Linked DNA regions of Mus musculus: region 2 is linked to region 1. A link is a contact called in public HiChIP or PLAC-seq data. All regions are on one chromosome and are shown on one strand. The core of a region is the stretch at or near the end of the contact, and the rest is flanking DNA. Distances in the headings are between cores, read along the strand shown.

Region 1 (2,975 bases), core at 159-2,658:
TGGTCCTAATGTTCCCAAATGCATTACTATGAAGGAGGAACTATCTACTTAGAGAAACACAGGTAAGCTTGGAAAAGATCAAATTCTTGGTCTCTGGGCTTTGAAATCTCATGGCATTTCAAATGTACATATGTATGTGAGCCAGGCCTGCCCAGGAACATGACATAGTGAATGAATGAAGCCACTGCTCTCAGAGTAGGGGAAATTAAGAAGCAGAGAGAAAAATGTGCTCACACTCTGTGGCATTGCCACCTGCATGTGAGGAATCCATAGATTTTCCTTAGGTCTTCACATTTATGAAGTCATGATGTTCTTGCTTGCAGAAATTTTGTCCTAAACCCCAAGGCTAGGTGACTTTAGAAGTGAAACCCAGGGGCCCAGCATCAGAGAGAATTTTGTTCGTACTTTGTCACATGCCCATGAATGACATTTCCTCCCAATTTCACAAGTCTCTAATGGGACTAAATAACTTGTAGAGGGGCCTCTACTACTCTCAGTGGATTTTAAAGGCAAGAAAAAAGTTCTAGGTTTGAATAATTGCATTTTGATGAATGCAAGACTTTCAGGAAATGTGCTGAGCTAGTGGCTATGTGCTTACTGGGGTAAGTAAGTGTGGCAAAGCTTATTGCTACCTTTTCCTTTAGAGCCACCTTTTTCCCAATGCCTTGTCACTCCACCCAGGCCTTTGTTTGTCACCTCTTAAAAAGACCCTCCTTGTCTTCCTATGCTGACTATGACTAGATCCCAACTCCTTTTACCAACAACTTCTGATGACTCTTCATTCTATATTTGGAGTTATATAGAGAAGAGAAGTCAGGGACATGGTTATCATTTTATGCTTATGGGAATCACCTCTTCAGAAACTGGTAATTTCCCAGCCTTCTTGTGACTCTTAGTCTCAAACCAGATCCTTGGTTTCTATTCTGCTTGGTCTGCCACAGGGTGGAGGACCAGCACTGCTTCTGGGTTATAAAGCATGCGCATACAATCCATGCTCCCAAGCCACCAATCCTTCATGGTCACAGGGTCTGAGAGAAGTCACTCACGGTTGTTATAGACAATGAGTGGGGAAGGGATCCTGAGCTACGAAACAGTAGCCATGGGAAAAATGACAGTTTCATTCTCAGGGAGAGCTTTTCAGACGTTTTGTGGTCTTAACCCAAATGTGTGTTGGAGGAAGCCCAATGTGGGAAGGAATCTGGGAAGGAATCCTGATGGAATGCCAAGAGAGGACCCATTCCTAAAGTCACACATGACTGTACACATCTTTGAGCCCATTGGAGACATTTTCAGATGAGGAATTTGACAACTATCAACACTAAGTCGCAGCAGTTTGTTAGACAATGCAGATCCTCCGTCTCCTGACCCTATGGCTCCTTCAGGCTTCAGGTTTTTTTTTTTTTTCCCAAGTGGGAAATATGATCTGTTGAGTAGTCAGGAAAGAATTTCACTGGCAAGTCCCTATTACTCATTTCCCTGGACTAAGATACAAATAAATAGTGTAAGCCTTTTTTGTAAGAAAGGAAACATGTTCTTCTAGTGCTGAAAGCCTAGGATTGCTTTTGAAGGACTTTATTTTCTATATCCAGAAGGACTGCTATTCATCCATCCATCCATCCATCGATCCATCCATCCTCCTCCTCTCCCTCCTCCCTGTCTTCCTCCCCCTAGTTATGGAGCCCTAGCTGGCCTCCAGATCAGTCCTCCTGCTCCAGCTCCCTAAGTGTATTCTCTGTTGGATAGTAGACTTTTAATGCCAGGTTTTAGAAGGTAAGGATAAGGGTCTATCTTGTTAAATGGATTGCTTTATTCAATTTCCTAGTATAGAATGTTAATAGTCATTGTCAACAACTAACTTTTAGGATGTTTCATTGTTAGACTCCCACTTTTCAAGAATTTATCATTGTAATTATCATTATTGGCTTTGTTATTATTAATTATTCTTTCTACTGACAATTATCAGGACCACAGTATCTTCACTGAATATTCTTATATTTTAGCATCTTATTCTGCTCCCTGTCCATATGACACCCACTTGAGCTGTTAAGAGAATACCCTACCAACAAACAATGTCCTATCTCACTCCCCTCACCTAAAAGTCTGCCATCCACGGTGGCATTGGAGGGGATAGTTCAGCAATGAAGAATGTGAATCAATCTTCCAGAAGACCATATTCAGTTCCAAGTATGGAACTGGGTGTCAAATGGCTACAAATGTTTATAACTGTAGCTCCAGGGAATAGATGCCTTCTGCACTAAAGCCTATGTGTTTCCTCCATAAATACTCACATATGCATGTAATTAAAACTAGTAAATAGATATCCCAGTCTAGTGAATCAGCTCTTGGCAGCATTATTTTTTGGTCAAGTTCCTTTACATTCTAGTATTGTGTTTCACTTAGGTTTGACTAAGTAATGAAATCTATAAATTTTGTCAGGACCACAGTATCTTCTCTGAGTATTCTTATATTCTAAGATCTTTTGCTCCCAGTCAATCATTTGCAGCTATTAACACTCACTTGAACTGTTAAGAGAATATCCTATCAAAAAACAGTGTCTAGGTTATGTAATCAAATCTATAAACTTCTAGCTTGGAAGTCCTGAATATTTCTCCCTCTAAAAATCCTACACTTAACTTTATCGTAAGGAATTAATTTCTGAAGAATATAACTTTGTTTTCTATATACACAAATAATTTTTACTCTACCTTCACATCTTACAGAGGTCATTATCTTTAAGTGCAGGTAGTATGTCTAAATTTCTACTTTTTTGACTGCACTTTCATTGTGTTAATATAAGTGATTTCTGTGCCACAACATTATAATATGTAGGAATAATAATAGAGATGTTGAATCCATGGTGTATATTTTGCACTTAGTATTTAGCTTAAATCCCTGAAAGGCAAAGATTAATCCCACCTTAGGCAAGAGACTATAGCTCAGAAAGGCTGTCATTGCTCAAGAACCACACTAGACTC
Region 2 (2,975 bases), core at 305-2,804, 310 kb before region 1:
TGGTTTTAAGAGAGACAATTGTATGCATTCTCCTACAGAGCTGAAATGGATTAATCCGGTCTTGAGTTTTGCTTTGCTTTGGAGACAGGTGTAGACCAGGCTAGACTTTCCAGGTAACTGAGAGTGGACTTGAACTCCTAATCCTTCTGTTTCTACCTCCCAAGTGCTGGAATTCCCTGTGTTAACTATTGCTGGAATTGCAGGTGTGTATAGCACACCTGCTTGCTCCTGAGTGTAACTCTGTCTCTTTTCATGTTTAATGTCTTTTACTCCCTGCACAGAGCTCAATTGTAATTCTGGTTTCCTTTTCAAGTGTATCCTGTACTTCTTATATCATGTTTTCTTTCCTTCACATATTTACAGACATGTTCTACTGCTGTGTAGGTAGGTATTTGTCGGAGGACATTAGGCTGTGAGCAGTGGTGACCATTGCATTTGACTTCCATGTATTTCTATATACAGATGGCTAATGAGTCCATATCCTAGATCAGAGTGCAGCACCATTTGGATTGATTTGGTTGAGCTGATCCGGTTACCACTCTGTGTTAGGAAAATTGATTCCAAGGAACTGTGTGCTCCTGAAAGCAAGCTAACCAAGTAGCTTGTTAACGCTGAATGGACTTTCTTACATTCAGACTGAGCTGGTAGCCTAGCACTGCATGGTCCAGTGTGTCTAGCTCATCATGTACCCGGGAAGCTTGTCTGACTTGATCAAGGCAGGGTGCTCCATCAACCTCCTGCTGGGCCTCCAGTGAGCAATAAGAAGACACAGTGAGATTTGTTTGTTGTCCATTCCCCCAGAGCCTTAAAAAGGCTGGATGGACATCAGAGGGATCTCAAGAGTATGTGTGAAGCCCAGCACGCAGCTATCTCACACTAATACAAGGAGTCCATCATTATAGAAAGATGAATTAAAATTGGTCGCATCACATCCATGGATTCTGTATCTAAGGGTTCACTTGACTGTGGATCTAAAATTCTGAGAGAAAGAAAGAAAGAGAGAGAGAGAGGGAGGGAAGGAGGGAGGGAGGGAGAGAGAGAGAGAGAGAGAGAGAGAGAGAGAGAGAGAGAGAGAGAGAAAGAAAGAGAAAGAGAGAGAAAGGGAGAGAAAGAGAGAGAAAGGGAGAGAGACAGAAAGGAAGAGAGGCATTTGCACAAATACTCACAGACATTTTCCCCTAGTAATTCTTAAAGAGTATACTGTATTTACATAGCATCTCAGTGTATTAGGTACTGTCAGTCTTCTAGAGATGATAAAGTACTCGAGGAGGATGTATGTAGGAGATCTGTAAATGCCATTCAAGGTGAGGAACTTGAACTTCTCCATATTTCATAGGCATCTCAGTCCATGTTAAAAGACATAGAACCATTTCTACCCATAGTCCTCCTACAGTCAAAAGTCACCCTAGTCTTCTTATCCAGAAAAGTCCTGTGGCAGTCAAAACAGAATTGAACTTGTGGTTTGGAAACTTGGATGCGTGTGAGAATCATGTGGAAAATGGGTTAAAAGATGTATAGTCCCAGGCCCCACCCATGGTGTTGTTCTGAGTCAGTAGCTCTGGGGTGGGGCTGGAGAGCTTGCATTTTAAGCAAGGACTCTAGCAGATCCTGATGTGGGTAGACACAAGTGATTTCTTTGGAAAGAAGAGAAAGAGGCATTTGCACCCAGAGTCACAGTTTATAAACACACAATGCCAGGAACCTCACCCAGTGCTTGTTAGGTCCTGATGTTAGACAGTCCAAGGGCCATGGGCTCTCCTCTCCTCTTGGGGCTAGCCACCATGAGGAGTCTTTGCAGACCTCATCAGGTAACAGACAAGGATAGACTAAGAAAAGTTTTCAAGTCAAGTAGGAGATTTCTGGTAGTAACCAGCTTGCTTTATTGATCTTAACCCACTGAGACCTGGAGTTGAATTCCATGCTGACTTAGTTCTGACTAGCTTGATACCATGCATATGATGAAATAGCCAAATAATTATTTGGTGACTCATTAGCTGTTGGAGAGTCTTATCATATCCTAAAGAGAAAACCCAGGAATAGTGTGCGCTTTGAAGACTGGGGACTTTTTGGGTTGGTGATTTCTCACTTCAAAACATCCCTGGGAAACACTGGGTGTGGTGGACCCAGTTCCTTTAGTACAGAGAATCAGTGATGGCTGTAGGGGCGGGTACAGCTTGGGGTTTCCCCGCTTGCATCCAAAGGAGACAATGGAGCCCCAAGCCAGGTAGAAGTTTAACAATGAAGCTTGAGGGAGAAGAGAGTAGTTTGGGAAGGGAAAGAGTTTACATGGAGAAAACTGGAGGAAAAGCATGGCCAAATAGTCCCTTTGGACTCAGGCATGAGTGGGTAGCAGGTCAGTGTTGTCAGGGAGGTGTGGGAGGCTTGGGTGGATCCTGAGAGGGCAGGAGGCTAGGGAAGCTCATCTGCAAAGGGAGAGGCCACCAATGCCCTCCAGGATGCTCTATAATAGAGAAATTGGTAGAGAAGTACAAAGCCAAGGGGGTGTGTGTGTGTAAGAGAGAGAGAGAGAGAGAGAGAGAGAGAGAGAGATCAAGCTAGTATGTCCCCCTCCTCAGATACTTCCAAGGGGATGTAGGATAGGACATGGGAGAAGAAGGCTAGGAATGCAACAGCTTGTGGCTTTATAACAAACTTATACTTCTACCATGGCAGCCTAGTGTTTCCTTCCTAAGGGAGGAGGAGGAGGAAATTCCACTTGAGTGATCATGTCCATGTGCGACCTTGAGGGAAAAGCTGATAGCTGCTTCTGGGAGCTAGTGACTAAGGACAGGACAGGAGGGGAGGCATGTGTTTTTTAGGATGAATAGCTTCTCCTTGAGGCACCTCTCATCTTTGTTTCATATCACTCAGAACCTGCTATCGAGGCCCAGGACATTTCTAAGCAGTAGTCTCCTCTGATGCTGTCGGGATGAGGCCAGGACCACCTCTGGAATACTTTCTTAAAGAAATAGACA

What was found. HiChIP or PLAC-seq counts read pairs in DNA pulled down with a chosen protein or histone mark.
Region 2: an H3K27ac HiChIP or PLAC-seq map of the NIH/3T3 cell line shows a contact between it and region 1, with 2.2 times the contacts expected there. The contact joins two enhancer-like sites. A contact is called at or near these places in 2 of 115 datasets of contacts at active chromatin or transcription factors (the NIH/3T3 cell line and regulatory T cells).

Annotation. Positions count from the first base shown.
Region 1 is chr2:9,480,329-9,483,303 of GRCm38.p6, reverse strand. No RefSeq gene overlaps it. Among named protein-coding and RNA genes, the nearest start is that of Gm13218, 110 kb to the left of the region's middle. Within about 2 kb of position 1,408, at least 55 of the 459 cell types and tissues checked have an H3K27ac peak or open chromatin away from gene starts, as enhancers often do. A contact at or near this core is called in the NIH/3T3 cell line, where this site is marked.
Region 2 is chr2:9,791,155-9,794,129 of GRCm38.p6, reverse strand. No RefSeq gene overlaps it. Among named protein-coding and RNA genes, the nearest start is that of Gata3, 86 kb to the left of the region's middle. Within about 2 kb of position 1,554, at least 41 of the 459 cell types and tissues checked have an H3K27ac peak or open chromatin away from gene starts, as enhancers often do. A contact at or near this core is called in the NIH/3T3 cell line, where this site is marked.